Regions from separate parts of the Mus musculus genome. Here region 2 is linked to region 1. A link is a contact called in public Hi-C data. All regions are on one chromosome and are shown on one strand. The core of a region is the stretch at or near the end of the contact, and the rest is flanking DNA. Distances in the headings are between cores, read along the strand shown. Region 1 has its middle 62 kb from the start of Gm25125. Region 2 has its middle 75 kb from the start of Ibtk.

What was found. Hi-C and Micro-C count contacts between places; a contact is called where the count stands out from the background.
Region 2: a Hi-C map of cerebral cortex shows a contact between it and region 1, with 2.0 times the contacts expected there. The contact joins two enhancer-like sites. A contact is called at or near these places in 5 of 484 Hi-C or Micro-C datasets (the N1E-115 cell line, cerebral cortex and uterus).

Annotation. Positions count from the first base shown.
Region 1 is chr9:85,409,493-85,412,316 of GRCm38.p6, reverse strand. No RefSeq gene overlaps it. Among named protein-coding and RNA genes, the nearest start is that of Gm25125, 62 kb to the left of the region's middle. Within about 2 kb of position 1,431, at least 98 of the 459 cell types and tissues checked have an H3K27ac peak or open chromatin away from gene starts, as enhancers often do. A contact at or near this core is called in the N1E-115 cell line and cerebral cortex, where this site is marked.
Region 2 is chr9:85,672,760-85,675,583 of GRCm38.p6, reverse strand. No RefSeq gene overlaps it. Among named protein-coding and RNA genes, the nearest start is that of Ibtk, 75 kb to the left of the region's middle. Within about 2 kb of position 1,438, at least 40 of the 459 cell types and tissues checked have an H3K27ac peak or open chromatin away from gene starts, as enhancers often do. A contact at or near this core is called in the N1E-115 cell line and cerebral cortex, where this site is marked.

The DNA of each region.
Region 1 (2,824 bases), core at 182-2,681:
TTCTTTGGCTTAACTTGGATTTTGTATCATTTGACTAACAGTTTCTAAAATGTACCCATCACCTCTGCTCTGCAGTTTCCTTCTCATCTTGGCTTCTGTGAAGTTAGCTTTGTGAGGTGGATGGCTTATTTAGTCTAATATTCTCAAAGCTCACTAGTGTTTTCCAAATGACGGATTTCTATTTATAAAGGTGGAACTGTATAGCATTGTGTTTACATACCTACCACGTCTCTTATTCCATTCATCTGATGAGGAGGATTAAGAAGCAGGTTCCATGTCCCTACCCCAGAAAATAATGATCAGGTGAGATGATTGCCAACATCTCTCAACAAGCTGACTTCATCTCTCTCTCCAGGGATACTGGGTTCCCTGTCTGTATGCAATCTTCTGCTTTCTAATCAGGAAACGTCACAGTGGTCAACTAATCCATTAACAATAAATCCAGGGAAACAATTTAGTTATGTTAGAGCCTGGGACAATTGGACAGGTAAGGAGAAGGCAAATGAGAAGGAAGCAAAATGGAAAGAGAGAGGAAGGAGGAGGGAGGAGGGAGGAGGGGGGAGGGGGAGGGGGGGAGGGAAGGGTCAGGGCATGTATGAATCTTTTCTGAGCCAGGTGATCCTTCTAAATTAAATAGAGTAGTCAGATAAGGGTAACTGAAGAGATAGTATAGTGGATTGTTCAGTCTGATGCTTTACACACCCAGTCCTCCCAGGGCAGGGCACTGGCTTTTAACTTGAGGTAGCAAAGAAGAAAGAACTAGGGAAAAAAAGAAGGTACGGATCCACTACAGAGCAAGAAAGAGATAAACATGAGATAATAGCTGTCAATCTCCAAGTGGTAATGGGCAGAGATGAGAGAAGGAAGGGTTTCTAGAATGAAAAAGTCATTCCTGCTTGTCTACCCTCCTTTGGATGCTTTCAGCCTACTGTGACATGACTCAGATACTCTTCAAACCTTGAAGAATGAAGTTCCCACACATGCACCTGAGTTGGGATGGGACATAGATGCTCAATTTCTTTGACTTGAAAGGTCCTAAACCTTAAGGGCTAATAAGGAAGATGCCAGACACCCATGGATAGACCTCGGCACAGCTAGTAAATGTCTGTGTTTTTCTATCTGACTCAGTAAAAATGAAAACCAGAGCATTGCAGAATAGATTTCAGTGTGTGTGTGTGTGTGATTGTGTGTGCACGTGTGTGTGCGTGTGTAATGATGATGATGATTACACATTATCATATACCAGCTTAACATCTGCAGTTCATAGACTTCCATTTCTCTGATAAAGAGAGATGGCCCTAGTGACGCAAGCTATTTATCTAGTTTCCATAAAAAGCCTTCATGATAGTCGGTGAGGCCTCTAGGACTCGGCAAACAGACCTAACAGGGCCCACGCTGCTGCTGCCGCTGCAGCTGCCACTGCTGCCGCCTGTACTTCCTGATGGTGCTGCCTTTGGCTCTCTGCCACTCTCCGCAGGAGGCTGAGCTCTTCAGCCCCATTCAGGAATCCTCCATCTCCATAGCTAGCACATTTAGAGAGGTGTGTATTTTTAGTGCAGTTTCATATCTGCTGACATTTCTGTGCCTTAATTCTGCATCACTTACACATGTTTTCTAACCTCAGTGTAGAAATAGGCTGCTGTCTTGTCAGTTGTACGATGTCAGAAAGGACTGAACTAAATCAGACAAGATGATTCATTTTGAGGCCCTCAGTTGAACAACCAACCATTCACTAGACATGTGGGCGGGGCTTGACTGTAGCTCAGGGGTAGATCCCCTGGTATACATAAGACCCAGGTAAGGTTAAAAACTAGTTAGATGGTAAAAACTGTCTCAGGATACTTCAGGGAATAGCAAGACTTAGTGTTTCGAAGTTTCCTTGAAACAGAAAAGAACACTTTGTTCCTCCAGCTAAGAAGGTTCATCTACTAAGTTATCAGAAGCTGTAAAAGAACATCTTGAAAAACTGCCCCCTCAGATAACACGGTAGTGCTACAACAGTGTTTTAAGCCTTGAGGCAATAGAACCCAAGATAAAAAACCTTTCCAAAGCCTCCTGGAAACCATCAGAGTTGAGAGCATCACCTAGTCTGCCTCTTTGTTACACAATCCTTTATTATCTCCTGTTCAAGGTCCCATGCCCTTGCTAAGATAGATCTGAGGCGTTACTAAAGACAATGATTATCAACCAAGCAATGTCTGGAATGTTAGTGGCATGCAGGTAAAGAACTAGTGCTGACCTTTCGTCTTCATTCATAGTTCACATTTAATGTTTACAAAGGAGGCTGTAATATGCCTCCTGAAGTCTATGACTATATGTGCCTTTAACTTTAAAATACATCACAAGCTCCAAGCCACAAAAGAGGTTGCGATACATACAATTTTTAATTTTTAGCAGCACATATAGACTGGATCCTTTTGTTTTAAAGGGTCCCACTATGTAGCCCTGACATGGAACTTTCTGTAGAGTATGAGGAATACAGGCTGGCCTTGAACACCCCGAGGTACCCCTACCTCTGCCTCCCAAGTTCTGGAAGGGTTATAGTTTCATGATATGAAATAAACATTTTAAGTTTTTGTTAATAATTGAGTGTTTCCATAAGCAACAGCACATCTGTGTATTAGAATGTGTTATAAAAGCTTAACATGAGGGTCTCATAGTGTCTGCAGTGATGTAGGAAAAACACAAATATGATTTATGATTACTAGTAAGACTAAAAGATAACAGAGCTGCTCTCAGTCTGGTCCAGGGAAAATCTCTCTCTCTCTCTCTCTCTCTCTCTCTCTCTCTCTCTCTCTCTTTCTCTCTCTGTATGTGTGTGTGT
Region 2 (2,824 bases), core at 189-2,688, 260 kb before region 1:
CCTGTGCACCGACTGTCTTAGAGAAGGGCTGTAGGAACTTGAGCTTGATCATCTGTGTTTTCTAAGCTCCAATGCAAAGCAAAAGGGAGGTCATTTAGACCTAAAAAATGGAGTGCTAACCCTCTTGCATTTGTAGACTCTTGTGAGCACAGAATCCGAGGTGTCCTTCCTGGCGTGCTAGAAATAGCATCCAATTCTTCGGCTATTTCGAGATGAAGTGAAAAAACGGTGGTAAGCAGCAGTATTGTCACCATGCAAACCCAGGACATATGGGAAACGTTAAAGATGTGGTTTGCCTGTGGGTTATAATGAATGTGAGCAAGATGCTCACTTACCAATTGCAAAGGGTGCTAATGTTTGGGCTTCTAACTGGAACTCTTCCTGGGACTTACTTTAACTTGCTTTCTAATTTCTTAAAATAGTTTTGGAGCCTATAGTTGAGATATGGGTAGTAATAGTCACAATACTGATTTTGCTTCTTAAAAATTGTATCAGGAAGTAAATTTGACTAACGCTGCAGAATTGAATAGGATAGACTCACGGCCCTTCAATACATTCCCATTGGATTTGGACTTGTGTGTATGTGCAGGACGGGTTTTCAATGTTTTCTGTTAATTTTTGTTAGGAAGGGCTATCACCTTATTTATACTCTTGCATAGTGAACCTCTAGAAAGGCAATTCTAGCCTCCCCTGTAGTCACTTAAGCTGTGATTCTGTGGGGACAATTATCATACCACATTTTGCTGTCCCTCTTTCCTTAAGGGATAACTGTGGGAGCCAGTATCTCTGGGACTTCTCATGAGTCAGTGAGCATTCACCTCTAGTGTGAGCTATTTGGAAGTGCTAGTGGGCCCCCACCCTCACCCTCCGGGATAGCACATGCTTATCACTAGCATCATAGATTTTTTTTTTCTTAAATTGAATATCTTTCTTTCTCTTTCCACCCCCATAGAAGGAGTTATAAAAATAGGTGATTCCATTTGGTAGGAGAATCACATACTATGTCCAAGACTGAGACATCCTGTGAGAAGCAGATTTCATTAAAGTGTCTGAAATGACAGGGATGGTTTAGATTTCGCATTGGAGAGGGAGTGAACACCGCCTCTAGGTATCAGACAAGTAAAATGATCCCAAATGTTTTATCCGATGCCAGATGAGCAGCCTGCTGGATAAATCATCCGCTGCATACACTCTGAGGGGTTACTGCAGTGGGCCCCGACTGCCTCGAAAAACGAGCAGCCATGGCAGTACCACCATCCCAGAAGGAGTATCTCCCTTACGCCTTGGCCCTCACAGCACTTCCTGTAGCATCCCTTCAGCTGCAGGCTCACTGGGATGCAGGCCAATAAACTGCCCACTGGGACCATGGTTCCCTGAGAGCTCTAACCCACTCATTCCTACTTATTTTCCTTGGGACCCGGTGAGTCATCTCTTGTGCCATTGTATGTTGGTCGTGTGATTCATTTCAGGCTTTTTTGCTCCCCCAGTCGCAGAGCAATGGCTCAGTGGAGGAACAGCATGCTCGTCTGTTAAATGTCAGGGTTCACAACATTGCACTTCGTCAGAGCCCCGAGCTTCCTTCGCTGGGGATTAGCGTAGTTAAATAAGAAGATGACAAAAGAAATTGCTTTTGTGTGGGTGAGACTATCCAGGCCTCTCGGGCCTCCCAGGCACTTATTTTTAAGACAATAACTTTCAGAGCTCTTTATGGTGATGACATTGTCAGCCTTTATGATTTCATTCCCTTTGGTTTTTATCAAGAGACATATGTGCCTCAAATGCCTAGCGTGAAATCAGCATCCGCTTAGCACGTCCTCAGAACAAATGTGATTAGTAGATTTTCCCATTTCCTGATAGCCACCTTTCCCCTCCCTTCCTTTCCCCTCCCTTCCCGTCGTCCCTTTCCATCCCTACCCATTTCTTTCCCTTTCCTTCCCCACCTTCTCCTCCCTTCCTCTCCTTCATCTTCCTTCGATTTTCTTCCTTTTCTTTTTTCTTTGTACATTTTGGAGCTAGCAAATTGCTTCTCCTTGTGTGCTCTTTAAAATTTATGGCAAAATAGTTTTTCCACAAGAAGTATTGCTAGTTCCATCAGAGAGAGAAGAAAAAAAAAATAACATAATTCCTCCAGTATGCTGAGGGATGGTGGAGTTTGTCTTCTCTGGAACTATTAAAGAAGCTATAATAGTGGTTGCTTCTATCCAAGGAGCAGAAAAAGACCAGAAATGTCTTATGGCTATTTCGGCTGGAGAGGATAACCATGGCTGCCTTCCTACCTTGGCCAGGATTCCTAATGGCCAGGCTGGCTGGGGTCCTCAGGTTCTGTTGAGTTTTCTCAGCAAAACAAAGAAAATATTTTTCCAGTTGCTTTATTTAATCACATGTATTTTTCAGAACAAATTTTAGTTAGTTTTTTGCTTTTTTTTTTAAAGCAGGGGTAAGATTCAACTTTTCCTGCATTAGGAAATAGATTATAAAATATGTTTCCGGGTCATAAAAACAAAAACAAAACAAAGAAACAACAAAAACCACCTCACTGTAGGATGCTGCTGAGGCCCAAGTGCCTGGAAAGTTTAGGGGAAATAGGGACAGGAGACAATTTCGTCTTGTCACCCCTCAGTCACCCAATGGACAGAAAGGCCTTGTTGTCTGCTCAACGGTCATCTTGAGTTCAGAAATGCTTCCACAGAGAGATCCTGCCTGAGCCGTCACTGCTGAGAGATGAGAGGCCATTCCTGCAGCTGCAGCCCAGAGAACCGGAGAAATGGCATGCTTTTCCTGTGTGTTTTAAATTAGCTTCGTCAAGCTGTAAATATTTTTAGTA